Linked DNA regions of Capsicum annuum: region 2 is linked to region 1. The links are chromatin contacts, called in public Hi-C maps. All regions are on one chromosome and are shown on one strand. The core of a region is the stretch at or near the end of the contact, and the rest is flanking DNA. Distances in the headings are between cores, read along the strand shown.

The links. Hi-C and Micro-C count contacts between places; a contact is called where the count stands out from the background.
Region 2: a contact with region 1 is called in a Hi-C map of leaf, with 2.2 times the contacts expected there. The contact joins two enhancer-like sites. A contact is called at or near these places in 2 of 5 Hi-C or Micro-C datasets (leaf and placenta).

What each region holds. Positions count from the first base shown.
Region 1 is chr5:124,345,000-124,351,861 of UCD10Xv1.1, reverse strand. LOC107870627 (a long non-coding RNA gene) reads right to left here. Exons shown (of 2, transcript XR_001674216.2): 2 at 3,019-3,299. Among protein-coding and RNA genes, the nearest start is that of LOC107870627, 5.0 kb to the right of the region's middle. Within about 2 kb of position 3,386, at least 4 of the 5 cell types and tissues checked have an H3K27ac peak or open chromatin away from gene starts, as enhancers often do. A contact at or near this core is called in leaf, where this site is marked.
Region 2 is chr5:125,000,267-125,007,128 of UCD10Xv1.1, reverse strand. No RefSeq gene overlaps it. Among protein-coding and RNA genes, the nearest start is that of LOC107852827, 23 kb to the right of the region's middle. Within about 2 kb of position 2,473, at least 2 of the 5 cell types and tissues checked have an H3K27ac peak or open chromatin away from gene starts, as enhancers often do. A contact at or near this core is called in leaf, where this site is marked.

The sequences.
Region 1 (6,862 bases), core at 2,137-4,636:
GTGGTTCGTTATTCTATACTCGATAGATAAAATGTTTTCGTCCCACCAAGTCAAATACGCAAATGAAGCATATGCATATCTATAGATTTCTTTAATATAACAATAATATAATTACATTACTATTCAATAAGATGTACATAACTCCTTGTAAAACTTGACTCCTTGATACCATGAAATAAATAGTTTATTTTACACGTTGGTGCATTGCAGCAATTTTTTTGTACGTGCACCATGTTGGATCCATGCTAACACGGGCCCATACTGGATCCATGCTAACACGGGCCCATACCCCCTAGTTAATGTAGAATGTGACTGATCATAAAAGGTAACATCAAATAATTATTATTTTTTTAGAATGTTAAGTGTCCAGATAAAAAAAGGTGCAGAGTAGATTCGTAAAACATCCAGGTATACATCCCACATGTTATTTATTCATATTTGGATCTATTTTTCATGTGATATTTCAAGATTGGGCTGGTAACAGCCATACTTTTCTCTTCATAAAGTTTTGTTTACGTCCGCAAATGTGTTATTTGACTTATATTGTTTATCACCTTTAATTTTAAGAAGCCATTAATTAAATTTATAAAATATCACTTTGAAGATGTAAATGTTGAAAGGTGAGCTCTTTTCTTGTGCTAGTAAACAAAATTGTCAATCATTAGAAGCTATTTGGTCTAATTTGCTAGTAGCTATATATTTACGTTATTAGATATTTGATCTTTGAATATATATTTGGTTATCATATCTCAAAAGGATAAGACATCCGATTAGAGTCTTGATACACCAAAATGATAAGATGTTGGGTTTAAGTTCCATCGATTTATGGATTAAAACACCATTTTATGGATAAGAGTTGAGTTTGAATCACAATACATCATATTGATGATATAATGATGGCTAAGAAAAAAATAATATCTTTTGATAAAAAATTATGAAGTCATATGTTCCATTTGAATTTGCTCCATTCCTTGAAGTGAGTGGTAGCAACCATAATATGTCTATAAGAAGATAAATGGTTGAATGAATGCACATGAACGTGGAAAAGGGATAGTAAAAATCATAACCCCTCAAACGATAATTGCTTTGAAGTATGGTATATTTTGAAAGATATGTTAGAGAAAAAATTTCTACAATCTTATGTATGTCTCGATTTGCTCCTAAAATAGCAATATCTTGAAAGATATTCTAAAATATCATAATTTGATAGGCTTAAAGTACGCATTATATTTCATTCGCAGGGAATGAGAATTCTTGTTGTTATAAGTACAAATTCATTCCTTGGGATGGATGATGTAGGAGTAATACCTCCAAAATAAGTAGAAATTGAGAATTAATATTCTGAAATTTACTCTTGAAGTAGTAAATCTGAAATTTAGTCATGAAAATAAATCTGAAAAAATTTAGTCAATATTTATATTAACAATTCCTAAGAGCCTAACGTGAAAAGAACGTAAAATTTCTTAACGTGAAAAGAAAGTAAAATTTCTTTGTAAGGGAGAATGATTAAGTATATGGTGACGGATATATTTTCAATCCTTCATATGGTCTGTGGCAATAGATAGAGATGATCTATACAGGTAATAATATTTCGAGTTTTTGTTGCCTTTTAATTTATTCTTTTCACCATTATTTACTAAAGTTACTATGTATAGTAGTATCAGTAGCTATATTTAGATACATTATAAGGAATAATATTTATTAAGACTATAAAATAGTAAATCTTGCAATCTACTCTCAAAGTAGTGGAAGTCTAAAATTTAAAGTGAATGTCTAATCCTTGGAGGAAAGTATTAAGTCAATTCTCCTCTATAAATAGATAGGTACTCTTCATTGTAATTTATTCCTCAATCCAATTCCTTAATAAAAATAAGAATCACTCTCTTTCTTCCTTTTTATTCTTCTTTTTTCTTTATTATTTCATAACACTTTTAATACTCGAAAGTTGTCGCCTCTTAAACCTTGTTGCCGCCGACTTTTGTTTGAATTTTATTTGTCGGGATGGCCTTGTCGGCTACTGCCAGCCAGATTTTATGGTTGGCCAGTCATGTTTAACTATTTCTCAAGAAGAATTCGCTTCATTACCCCAAAACCCTAGCAAAATGGCTATGGTTTCATCGACTGTTGCAACGAAGCCAGATCAATAGCGACATAATTATGCAAATTTGTTTAAATCTTGTTACAATGAACTCTCCTAAGAGTCCTAGTAAACCAAAGATTCAACCCCGGTCCAATTAGACAGTATAACTTTGTTAATGGTGTTCCTAAAGTTGTAAGGATGGAAAAAGAGTTGAGCGGACGAATATTATAGAGGAACTTCCATATGCTATCATTGATAAATTCTCTTACGATTGGCCTGAATTAGATGATCTAAGAATGCAATTGTCTAAACAACTACGGTGAAAGGAGTCTGTAAGATAGGCTATTTGAGGAGTCGTCATATCCTTATGAGATTTGAATTTATTGAAGATTTTGTGAATGTGATGGAAAAGACTCTGTACTATGTCAATGATAAAGAGGGGTATTCCTATTAGATGAGACCACTGATCTATTATGCTAAATTTAAGGTGGATGAAGAAACTACACAAGCTATGGTATGGATTTCATTTTCAGGCCTAAGCCAACCTTTTTTGTAAAGGAGTCCCTTTTTTCATTTGCTTCGGCTGTTGGTAAGCCTATTCATCTGGATATGGCTCTAGTGAATAAAACTAGACCTAGCTATGCTAGGGTCAAGGTACAAGTGGACCTACTTTTAGATTTTCCTAAGTGTCTGGAGATGGAGATTGTCAACTCCAACACTAAGGAATCAAGAATAGAAAAGGTCAAGATCAAGTGTGATTTCCTTCCTAAGTACTGCAACGAATGCAAGCTTAAAGGTCTTGATGAAATGGAGTGTAAAGTGTTACATCCACAATTGAATCCATCTCAAGAAGAAAAGAGACAAAGATATCACTCTTAAAAAGAATAAATCAAAGTCTCCGATTCGAAAGCTAATGAAAGAAGGTAGACCAAGCAGTATTAAAAGTGGAATCCTACAAGAAGAAGGTTTATTAATATGGAATATCTCAGTGAAAGAGCTTCAAGTCCAGATAAAGAGATATGTGACAATAGCCCTTTCAATATTTTGTTAGAGAAAAGGGGGATACACAGAGAAAATATAGAAGATACAACTATTATATCAACAAATAAAGTGCAAGAAATACAAAGTGACAAGGTAGAGTAGTAATCCACAAAAGATTGGGTTTCCAAATCTTTTCCACAAATAGTAGTAGTGACAGCAGCCTCAGTTGATAAAGCCCCTGCAAACAATAAGAGAATAAGCATTGAGAAGACGCACCAGCAGTAAGAGGGAATTAAGGAGTCTGGCACTTTCAACTTAGCAAATTCATCAAAAAGTGAAGATAGAGAATATGGGGTTAAGGAGTCTGGCACCTTCAATACAGCAGATCCATCCAAAAGTAAAGCTAGGGAAGAGGTGGAAAATTATACTAGCAAAGAAAAAGGGCCAGAAAATGCACTTTCACAACAGACTGAATTCACAAAGCAAAGTGAAATAGGGTCAATTGACAGAGTTCAACATTCTAATAATTCAAAAGAATACAATGGAATCAAGTCATACACGTAATGAAATGAGTACTCTGATGAAGGATCGGAGGAAGCAAGACATACAGAACTAAAGCAGAAAACAAAACCATGGCATCATAGAAGTGTATGCAATAAAAAGATGGTGAGATCAAGTGCAGATTCCTCACTACATCAACAAAAAATCAACAATGTCAGTGAGTTATCAAGGGACAGATATGCAGTAATGAAAATAATGTGGTCCCAACCAGAGATAATAAGATGGCTATAACTGATTTCCCTTTAGATGTTGATGAATCATTAGCTTGGAGTGTTGAATCTTCAAATGTTGTTCTTCATAATATTATCACTCATAATATTACAGAGGTGAATGAAGTTGAGCTGCTAGAGAATAACTCTGATAAGGAATGTAAGGAAGATGACTTCCTTAGTCAAAAGGATTTATCTCCAAGGGCTATGAAAGTTATTAAATCAAGAAATAAGAGGAAGAAATGGGGCAATGGTGAGGTTTCACTACCTATCAGGGTCCAACCAAAGAGAAGTCGAGTGTCTCAAAAGACAAAGCTTTAATGAAGGCTATAATTTGGAATATCAGATCTGTGAAAGTCACAAAAGGCCTTTCAGAGGATTCAAATGTTACACAAGTTTCAAAAGTTTTCTTTTATAGCCTTATTGGAGCCTTTTCAACATAGAAGAACAATCAACAAATATAAGAACAGAATTCAGATGTCTCTAGTGCTTCACAATTATTTAGGAAAAATTTGGTTCTTTGTCAATCATGGTTTTATAGTCAATATAATTACTGATACAGAACAACAAATTTCATGACAATTGTGTGAAATATCTAGTGGTGTATGCTTCATGGTGACAATTATCTATAGAAAATATGATAAAAATCAAAGGTTGGAGATTTGGGATGATATTTATTCTATCTCCTATGGCCAGCCTGATCCTTGACTAATAGGGTTTGATTTCAATGTTGTTCTTAATAGAGATAAGAATATGGGTGAAATTCTAATTACTAGTGGTGATGTAGAAGATTTTTAAAATTGTATATAGTCTTATGATATTTTACAGGTGCAGTGCAATGGTAGCCCCTTTACTTGGTGAATGGAAGAGGAGGAGTTGATTGTATATTAGAGAGGCTTAATAGAGTGTTGATTAATACTGAATTCCAAAACATATTTTCACATGTTGAGATTGAACACTTACCAAGAGATGGATTGGATCATTGATCCTTTGTTTCTTAAATGCGAAAATCGATCTATCAAAGTCCAAAGACCTTTTAAATTTTTAAAGTTTTGGATAAATCATGTATAATTAAAAGAGGTTATTAGAAGAAATTGGGATACTAGTTTCTCAGAAAATCCTTTTTTGGACTTTAAAAGAAAGATCAAATAGATGAAGCAAGCTCTTACTATGTGGAGTAGGCAAGTCTATGGAGATATTTTTTAGCAACTTCTCATTAGAGAGGAAATTTCCAGAATATAGGAAAAGTTCTTTGAAGATAACCGTATAAAAGATAACAGGGTTGTAATGCAATAAGCAAATGGCTGAATACACCAGGTATTTAGATCTAGAGGAGAGCTATTGGCAATAGAAGATTGGTTATGACTGGTTTGAAAGTAGGATAAAAATACAAAGTTCTTTCATAGCATTGTTAAAGGTGGGAGAAAAATAGGCTTAAGATTTCCAGAATATTAAATGCTTGGGGTTGTTGACTGGAAGATGAAGATCAAATTACTATCGAGGTTGCTAACTTCTATCACAAACAGTTTTCTCAACAGAGAGATGTTACTGCATTTTCTTTAATAGAACATATCCCTGAGTTAGTTTCTGATACGGACAATGTGGCATTAGGGGCTCCTCCTGATGGTGAAGAGGTTAAAAAGGTTGTATTTAACTTAAGTGAAGATAGTGCTTGTAGACCTGATGGTTTATTTGGGAGGTTATTTCAGTCTTATTGGGATATTATTGGTAGTGATATTTTAGACTGGTGTAGAGTTTTTTTTGCAGGAAATTCCCTCCCTAAATCTATTACTCACACTAATTTGGTGCTCATTTCTAAAAAAGATAATGTACAATTTTTTTTAGATTTGAGACCAATTAGTCTTGGTAAGTTTGTGAATAAAATCCTCTCAAGAATTATGCATGATAGGATGAAAAACATTCTACCTAGATTGATATCTCCTAATTAATCAGGTTTTGTTAAAGGAAGAAATATAAGTTTGTGAATAAAATCCTCTCAAGAATTATGCATAATAGGATGAAAAACATTCTACCTAGATTGATTTCTCCTAATTAATCAGGTTTTTTTTAAAGGAAGAAGTATTAGTGAAAATGTTTTATTAGCTCAAGAACTGATAGAAGATATTGAAAAGAGAGGGAACCCTTCTAATATTTTGATGAAACTGGATATGGCTAAAGTATATGATAGGGTTTCTTGATACTTCTTGATGAAGATTATAAGGAAAATACGCTTCTCTAATAGGGCGGTTATGTGATATGGAGATTGATCTCTAATAATTACTGCTCAATACTATTAAACGGTCAATCTGTGGGCTTTTTTCACTCTACTAGAGGAGTGAAGCAGGGGGATCCTTTGTCTCCTGCTCTTTTTACATTGTCTGCAGAAGTGATGACAAAGGCTCTTAATTAGTTGTTTAAAGATGATTGCTTTATAGGTTATGGAATGCCTAAGTGGAGTTCTAATTTGAATCATTTAACATATGCTGATGATACAATAATTTTTTTCTTTTCTAATAGGTATTCTATGTAGAACATCAGAAAGATTTCGCAAGAATATGAGCTAGAATCTGATTAAAAGGTGAATAGGGACAAACTTTTTCTACATGTATCATAATGCACCTAGTGGAGAGATACTACAGGAATGATCAAAGGCTCTTTTCCTTTCTCAAATACCTTAGCTTCCCCTTATCACATTCAAAGAATAAAAAAGAGTATTATGCAAATTTAATAGACAAAATTAAGAGTAGGCTATTATCCTGTGGAGGTAAAGAAATTCTTATTAAAAGAGTACTACAGAGTATTCCTATTTATATCCTTCCAGCAATAGTTCCTCCTAAAAGTGTTGTCAAAGACTTCCAAAAAAAATTTGCTAAATTCTTTTGGAACAACAAAGAGGCAGGAAGAGGCAAACACTGGGTTGCTTGGAATAAGGTTTGTTTACCCAAACAGGAAGGGGGCTTAGGTTTAGGTCTCTTAATAATGTGTCTCAAGCTTTGAATGCTAAGTTATGGTGGAGGTTTAGGACACAAAG
Region 2 (6,862 bases), core at 1,224-3,723, 660 kb before region 1:
AACACGGTGATAGAATTGGACAGTGCAATATAAATAATCATTGTTACTGTAGAAAGCAACGATGTGGTTCTAGATTTGTGACTATTAATAAAACAGATTCACTGGCTGTGTATCACCTCTTTGTTACAAGCCATGATCTTTTCCTCATCATAGACATAGACAACTATTCGAGTATTTAAAATACCAAACCATTCATTGAACATCATTGGCTTAGTCATCAGGTTGATCACACAATGAAAGTAATGCATAATAAGCATCTCAGACATAGCAACTAAATATAAAGTTTATACTTCAAAGACAAAGCAACTGAAGTTGTACGCATTTTCGTTGTGCACATATCGGGGAAGAATGATATCCACAATCTTGAGAAAAGGTAGCCCATGCAACTTATTTGGAAAAAGGTTCCAATGAACCAATAGTATTGAAGTTGGTAAACTTCCATTTTGTGTCAGTCTTCCTTGGTTTATATCATCCCGAAGGCATTCAAACACACATCCATCAAAATTCCTTTCCACTGCCAAAACATTTCTTCTTCTTGTGATTTTGGTAGCTTCCCTGCCCAAGTTTCTGTCTTAGCCACCTTACCCTAATAACTTCAACAGGTTCATCGCATTTAGATTTCCAGTTGAACTGTACTGGACAAGTCTTGTAGAACATAGAAGTTTTTCCTAGCAAAGAGCTTCTTAGCATGACCAACTCGAAACTCGACTATTTGATTTTTTTTTCCAATTATCTGTTTGATTTTTATATAGTGCTAGCAGGATTTTAACACAGTGCTGATGGGATGAGCTTATGTAAAATATGGGTACTTTGTAATTTATTTGATAGTCTAAGAAGGATGATAATCGAGCTCCCACGGCTTTCACTTCTTTACATACCGGACCCTCTTCATGTATAGCGTGGTGTTAATATATACGCAATGTTGATGTTAGTTCTGATGCTGTCTTATGAAAACAGATTTAGTGCTTGATCATTTTCTTGGATAGATTAGCACTGACCAGGTTCTCTGTCCTATTTTCAGGCTCTGCGCACATAACATGGAAGGAAAAAGGAGTTGGAGAACATGAAAGTAGTTGCACTTGGTGGGAATGTGAGGAATGAACTTTATGAATAATACATTTGCAGTGTTAGTATTTTCTGCAATTTTTTGATGAATACTGTAATATTTTCTGCATCTGTTACTAATGTTCCTATTAATTGTGGCAGCCTCAGAAGAAACAGAGATTACCATTAAGTGTAGCACGAGTAATGATGAAGAAACAGAAGGAAGTGGGAGAAAATGCAAGAAGAGGTTCAAAAATAAGCTGTCTTTGGAGTTGTTTATTGAAATTTCCCCTTAAAATAAATTGCTAACTTATTTGTCTTGTAGAATTTGGTACTTGGACGATTCGGGGGAAGTAGTTCAAGAAAAGCATCAGGAAGGCGCAGATCTGAGGACAGGGTGCTGAAATCAACTGAAGGTCACTTCAGAAATGGGGTGCTTGATGTTAAAGAGTTATTAAAACCTTCTGCACATAAAGCATCATTTGATACGAAGCAGTCTTTTTCTTTTGGTGAAGGGAAGAAGAAGAGTAAGGGTGGTAATAAAAAGAACAAGGGCAAGAAGAATAAGGGTGGTGGTTGTGGCAGGAAGCCCCATTAAACATGGGGATAAGTTGAAAAAATTTCTTCTTTATTGAGTTTCCATGCTTTAAAAATCCTAGTGGATTCTGGTTTCTGCTAAATTTTATGGGTGCTAAACTGACTGAGTTTAGTTTCTAATTTTGGAAGTATGTAGTACTGTTTTTTTTGTTCAAAGAGAAAATGGAATAGATCTTCCATATGTATTAGTACTGACTACTAGAATACGATCCCATTGACGTGATTTTTGTTGCTATACTGTTGACACTTGGCAGCAAAAGCTTGCAAAACATTTTGTATAAGTTTTCATTGCCTTCTCAAAATTTTTACTTAGATGTGCTAAATGTTTGTTTGTTTTTGAATATCAATGATCTCAATTTATGTTGGGCTCATCCCGAAATGCAAGTATATATCAGGCTTGATGTTGATCCCATTGTGCATCAATGGCTCAATATCAGCTGAAGTGTATCATAGATAGGGACTCTTGATACGGCTTCTGCCTTGAAAGTGCATACCTTTTAGAAAAATTTAAGGAGGTCAAGTCTCTGCTTGGTGAAGTTACAGATGACTTATTGGTTTGTGGAGTTAATGGGCTTGGGTATATCATCCATGCAGATCTGTACTTGATGGACTTGGTTATGTCATCTATGCAGGTCTGTACTTGATGAACTTGGGTATGTCATCCATGCCGGTCTGTAATAGAATCACATCTTAGCGACTATAACTTAAAAGTTGTTTACTCAATAAATGTGGTCCTTAAACTGACCGAGCCAATTCTGACCTAGTCGATCCGTCAGTTTTGCATTGGTTTTATGCAAAAAATAGAGGTCAGCCGTCAGTTTTCGACCTTTTTAGTGTCGATGCTCTAGCCGCTAGATTTGACAGGCTTAATCGAACTAGTTCAGCTCGGCTTGATATTGTAAAGGCTTGATCAAGTTTGACTCGACTTGATGCCCAGGCCTATCAATAGCCCTTGCTTTTCGCACCCATAGCGTCTTGTGCTGTACATATGCACAAGAATTCTTTTTATATTTTACAGAAAAAGGCCTAAAAATGCCCTTCAACTATGTGAAATGGTGCATAAATGCTCTCCGTCTACCTATTGGGCCTAAAATGCCCTCCGCGTCTACCTATTGAGGCTATTTTAATTAATAATTAGTTGGCCAATAATTAAAATAACTAATTTCTCCCTAAAATCCCAACCCACCCTGTGAAAAATATCTAAAGTGAATCTTTGGAAGAATGAAAATCATAGTTTTCTAGTTACGTTTCTGGAATAGTCTAGTGATGGAATATCATAGGTTCTTGTAGAATGTCCTAGTGTAGTGTCACGAACAAGTATCTAGTAGAATTATCTAAATATTCTAGATTAGTGGTAGAAGATAAAGTTCACTAGATTATTCTTGTAGATGTATCTAGAAGAATTTCTAGAACCATCCATAGATTAGAATAAATAGGGGTAGGTCTTGTACATATGCAACCAACCAAAAAACAAATCAATTTAAGTAGTCTTCTTCCAAATCCAAGTTCTCTCTTTCAATATCTTCTTACACCTAACTTCCTCTTCTTAGTTGAATCTTTCGATCATAGTTAACGATCTTGGACTAGCAGAAGGTCTTTCCAGTTACACCTTTCTTCAGCTATTCTCTACATGGTATCAGAGTTAGGTCCATCCCCGTTTAGGCTCCCGGGTAGAGTGGGTAAAAGTTCCACATTGATTGGGGAATGGACTGGTGGTTTGCTTATATGAATTTGGACAATCCCCCCCCCCATGAGCTAGCTTTTGAGGTTAAGTTAGGCCCAAGATCCGTTCTTGAAATAAACACAAGTCAATCTACGACTTTGAGGTTAAGTTAGGCCCAAGATCCGTTCTAACATGGTATCAGAGTCAAAGTCGTAGATTGACTTGTGTTTATTTCAAGATCGAGTTTGTGGTCGATTCAACAGTTTTGTCTGAATGGATATAAGCGGTCGCGTTAATGGACTTGGAATGGAGTTGTTGAATCAGTCCAATTACAAGGTATGAAAGATTTGCATGGAATCATACCTTGTGGGTGAGGATTTGTAGGATGTTGTTAAAGGGAGTAACACAAGTCCTTCGGAAGACAAATCGGAGAACAGTAGTGTATACAAGAAGTGGAAGCAGATTAATGCGAAGGCAGAGTTTATTCTGAAAAGCTCTATCTCCTCTAGTTTATTTGACCACATCATAAGGTGTAAATCAGCTCATGAAATATGGAGGCTGCTCGATAGTTGTTCAACAAGAAAAATAAAGCTCGACTACAAATATTGGAGAATGAATTGGAGAACACCACTCAAGGTAATCTTTCTATTACCGAGTATTTTTTAAATATCAAGAACTTATGTTCTGAGATTTCTATTTTGGATAGGAACGATTATGTTCTGAGATTTCTTTATTGGATAAGAACGAGGCTATCTCTGAAGCACGAATGAGAAGATTTATCATTCGTGGTTTGAAGACAGAATATATTCCCTTTGTAACATCGATTCAAGGATGGTCTCAACAACCATCCTTGGAGGAATTTGAGAATTTATTTCACCACATGAGTTACTAGCCAAACAACTGGCTAGTGAATTTGTCAAAGAAAGAGAAGGAAACGCTTTTGTAACTGACAAGAGGAATCTTAAAGGAAAAGCAAGAGATATGCCTCACTCTTAATTCTCAGGTGGTTCAAGCTCGTCTGGAAATAAAGAAGAGTTTTTTAACAATTACAGTAAGAAGCCTCTCAAATGCTATCGGTGTGAAAAAAATAGGACACATAAGAAGATATTGCCGAGCCATGGAGAGTAACATAGCTCAAATTGAAAAAGTTATTGAAAAAGAAGAAGACCGGGGAAGATGCTTAGCAGCTGACAGTCGAGCAATAGATGGATTGGCCTTCATAAATTTGGAAAGAGATTGGATCGAATATAATAAAATTCATTATGTGGAGAAGGAAGACACTGATAAGAAGCAAGAGGAAGCTAAAGACGTTCAAACCAGACATGTGGTAGCTGCTATCGATGAAATCAAAGAAGCAGATCCCAAAATTCTGAACGTGAAAGATATTGAAATAGATCCTAAGCATACAGTGTCTAAAAATCAATATACTAGTAATGAATTTATCGGAGAAAGCATTGAGGGAGATGTAGTGGAAGTTTTAGTCTCTGATTAGCCATCCATCACATCAAGGTCAATCACTGGCTCAGAGCAAATATTGAAAGTAGATGGAGACGCTAAGGATCTAATGAACGATGAAGTTGAAAGTAAAGCCTCAATTTCAGATGTAGAGACATACAATATGACTGAAGATCTAGAAACTGAATTTAGTGGTGGATCCTGTTATGATATTGAGGCATCATAGAAAATTGATGATCAGATAGTCATCAAATTAAATGAGGAGACTGATACAGATTAAATATCCTTGTGTTGTGGAGTTTCTTCAGAAAGAGTAAGTTCTAAAATCTTGAATTCTAGAGCTCCAAACTTTTTCATCACATGTGTGTCTCGAGATAATAAAGTTACGGAGGAGTTTAGAGAAAAAGGAAGTTCAAGAACTCAACATGATAAAACTTGACAAGGTTTCAAAGGGCAAAGAGGACTATTGTTAAGTTATCTCGCTATAGATATGAATATTTTGTCAATACATATTCTTGTCTCTTCCCAGGGCCAATCATTAACGGAAAATCTTCATTATTTGAAGAAGCAAGAGGAGTCATGCAAAAACTATCAAGATTTTCACTAAGGCGCGGTTCAAAGCTTCGTTTGAGTTCTTCTACAACAATCTTAAGGTAGCTTCCAAGAAAATTACTTTAAGGGCGAATGTGAAAAATATCTAAAGTAAATTTTTTGGCAGAATAAAAATCATATTTTTCTAGTTATGTTTCTAGAATAGTCTAGTGATAGAATATCATAGGTTTTTGTAGAATGTCCTAGTGTAGTTTCATGAAAAAGTATCTTGTAGAATTATCTAGATATTCTAGATTAGTGGCAGAAGATAAAGTTCACTAGATTATTCTGGTAGATGTATCTAGAAGAATTTCTAGAACCATCTATAGACTAGAATAAATAGGGATAGGTCTTGTACATATGCAACCAACAAAAAATCAAATTAATTCAAGTAGTTTTCTTCCAAATCCAAGTTCACTCTTTCAATATCTTCTTACACCTAACTTCCTCTTCTTAGTTGAATCTTCCGATCTTAGTTAACGATCTTGGGCTAGCAGAAGGTCTTCCCAGTTACACCTTTCTTCTGCTATTCTCTACACACCTATCACTAAAACACTTCTAACCAACTGAATATTCTTATAATCTGTTGTTAATCCGTAACTAAATAGGAACACCGTGAGATTTTTATGGTTTAGCTATGAAATTTTATCTATCGTTAATTTCTTGTTTCTAAGAGTGAATTTTTCAGGTGAACTTATCGAAGAGAAAAAATCATAATTGAGAAATATAAATGAAAACCTTATCAGAAATTGGATGAGTGAATTGATGAGATAAATGTAATATAGTAAGTAGTGAAGAAAACATCAGATAAGAAGAAACCAAGAAGTGCCAGTAAAAAAGCAGTGTCCATAAATAATAACAGTAATTTGATGCAAAAAGTTCCTAAAATTCAGATTATTAGGTTTGGGTGAATTGGGATTTTAGAGGGAAATTAATTATTTTACTTAATTATTAATTAGCCAATAAAAAAACCACATCGTTAATGAATTGAGGTCAAACTGATCTGCTAAATAAAAGTACAAAATAGCCCCAATAGATAGATGAGAAGGACATTTTGGGCCCAATAGGTAGACTGTTGAAAATATGTCATTAGCAGTTTTAAATTATTAGAGTTCTATGTGGCTTAAACTTATGAATTAGTTATCTCTTTGTTATTTGAATTTAAATTTGAATTTAAGTTAGTTGCTTATTTTATATTTACTAGTTAGAAATTTAACTATAATTATATGTCTTTGAGTTATTAATAAAATAATTTTCTTTGACAATACCATTGCAATATTTTTTTTGAGTAATTTTTTTCATTCAAAATTTCAAAAGGGCATATCAAAATGAAAAAAAACCACAACAGACAAGGTAAACATAGGTGTTTACCTTGCCCATTAAAAATTTCACGACGTTAGTCATATGTTAAAATGTAAGGTAAAATCATAATTTTACGTTATAAGATAAATAGAGTCGCTTATCTTATTCTTTGACTGAAAAAGCGGGGAATAAATTTCCTTAGAGAAGGAG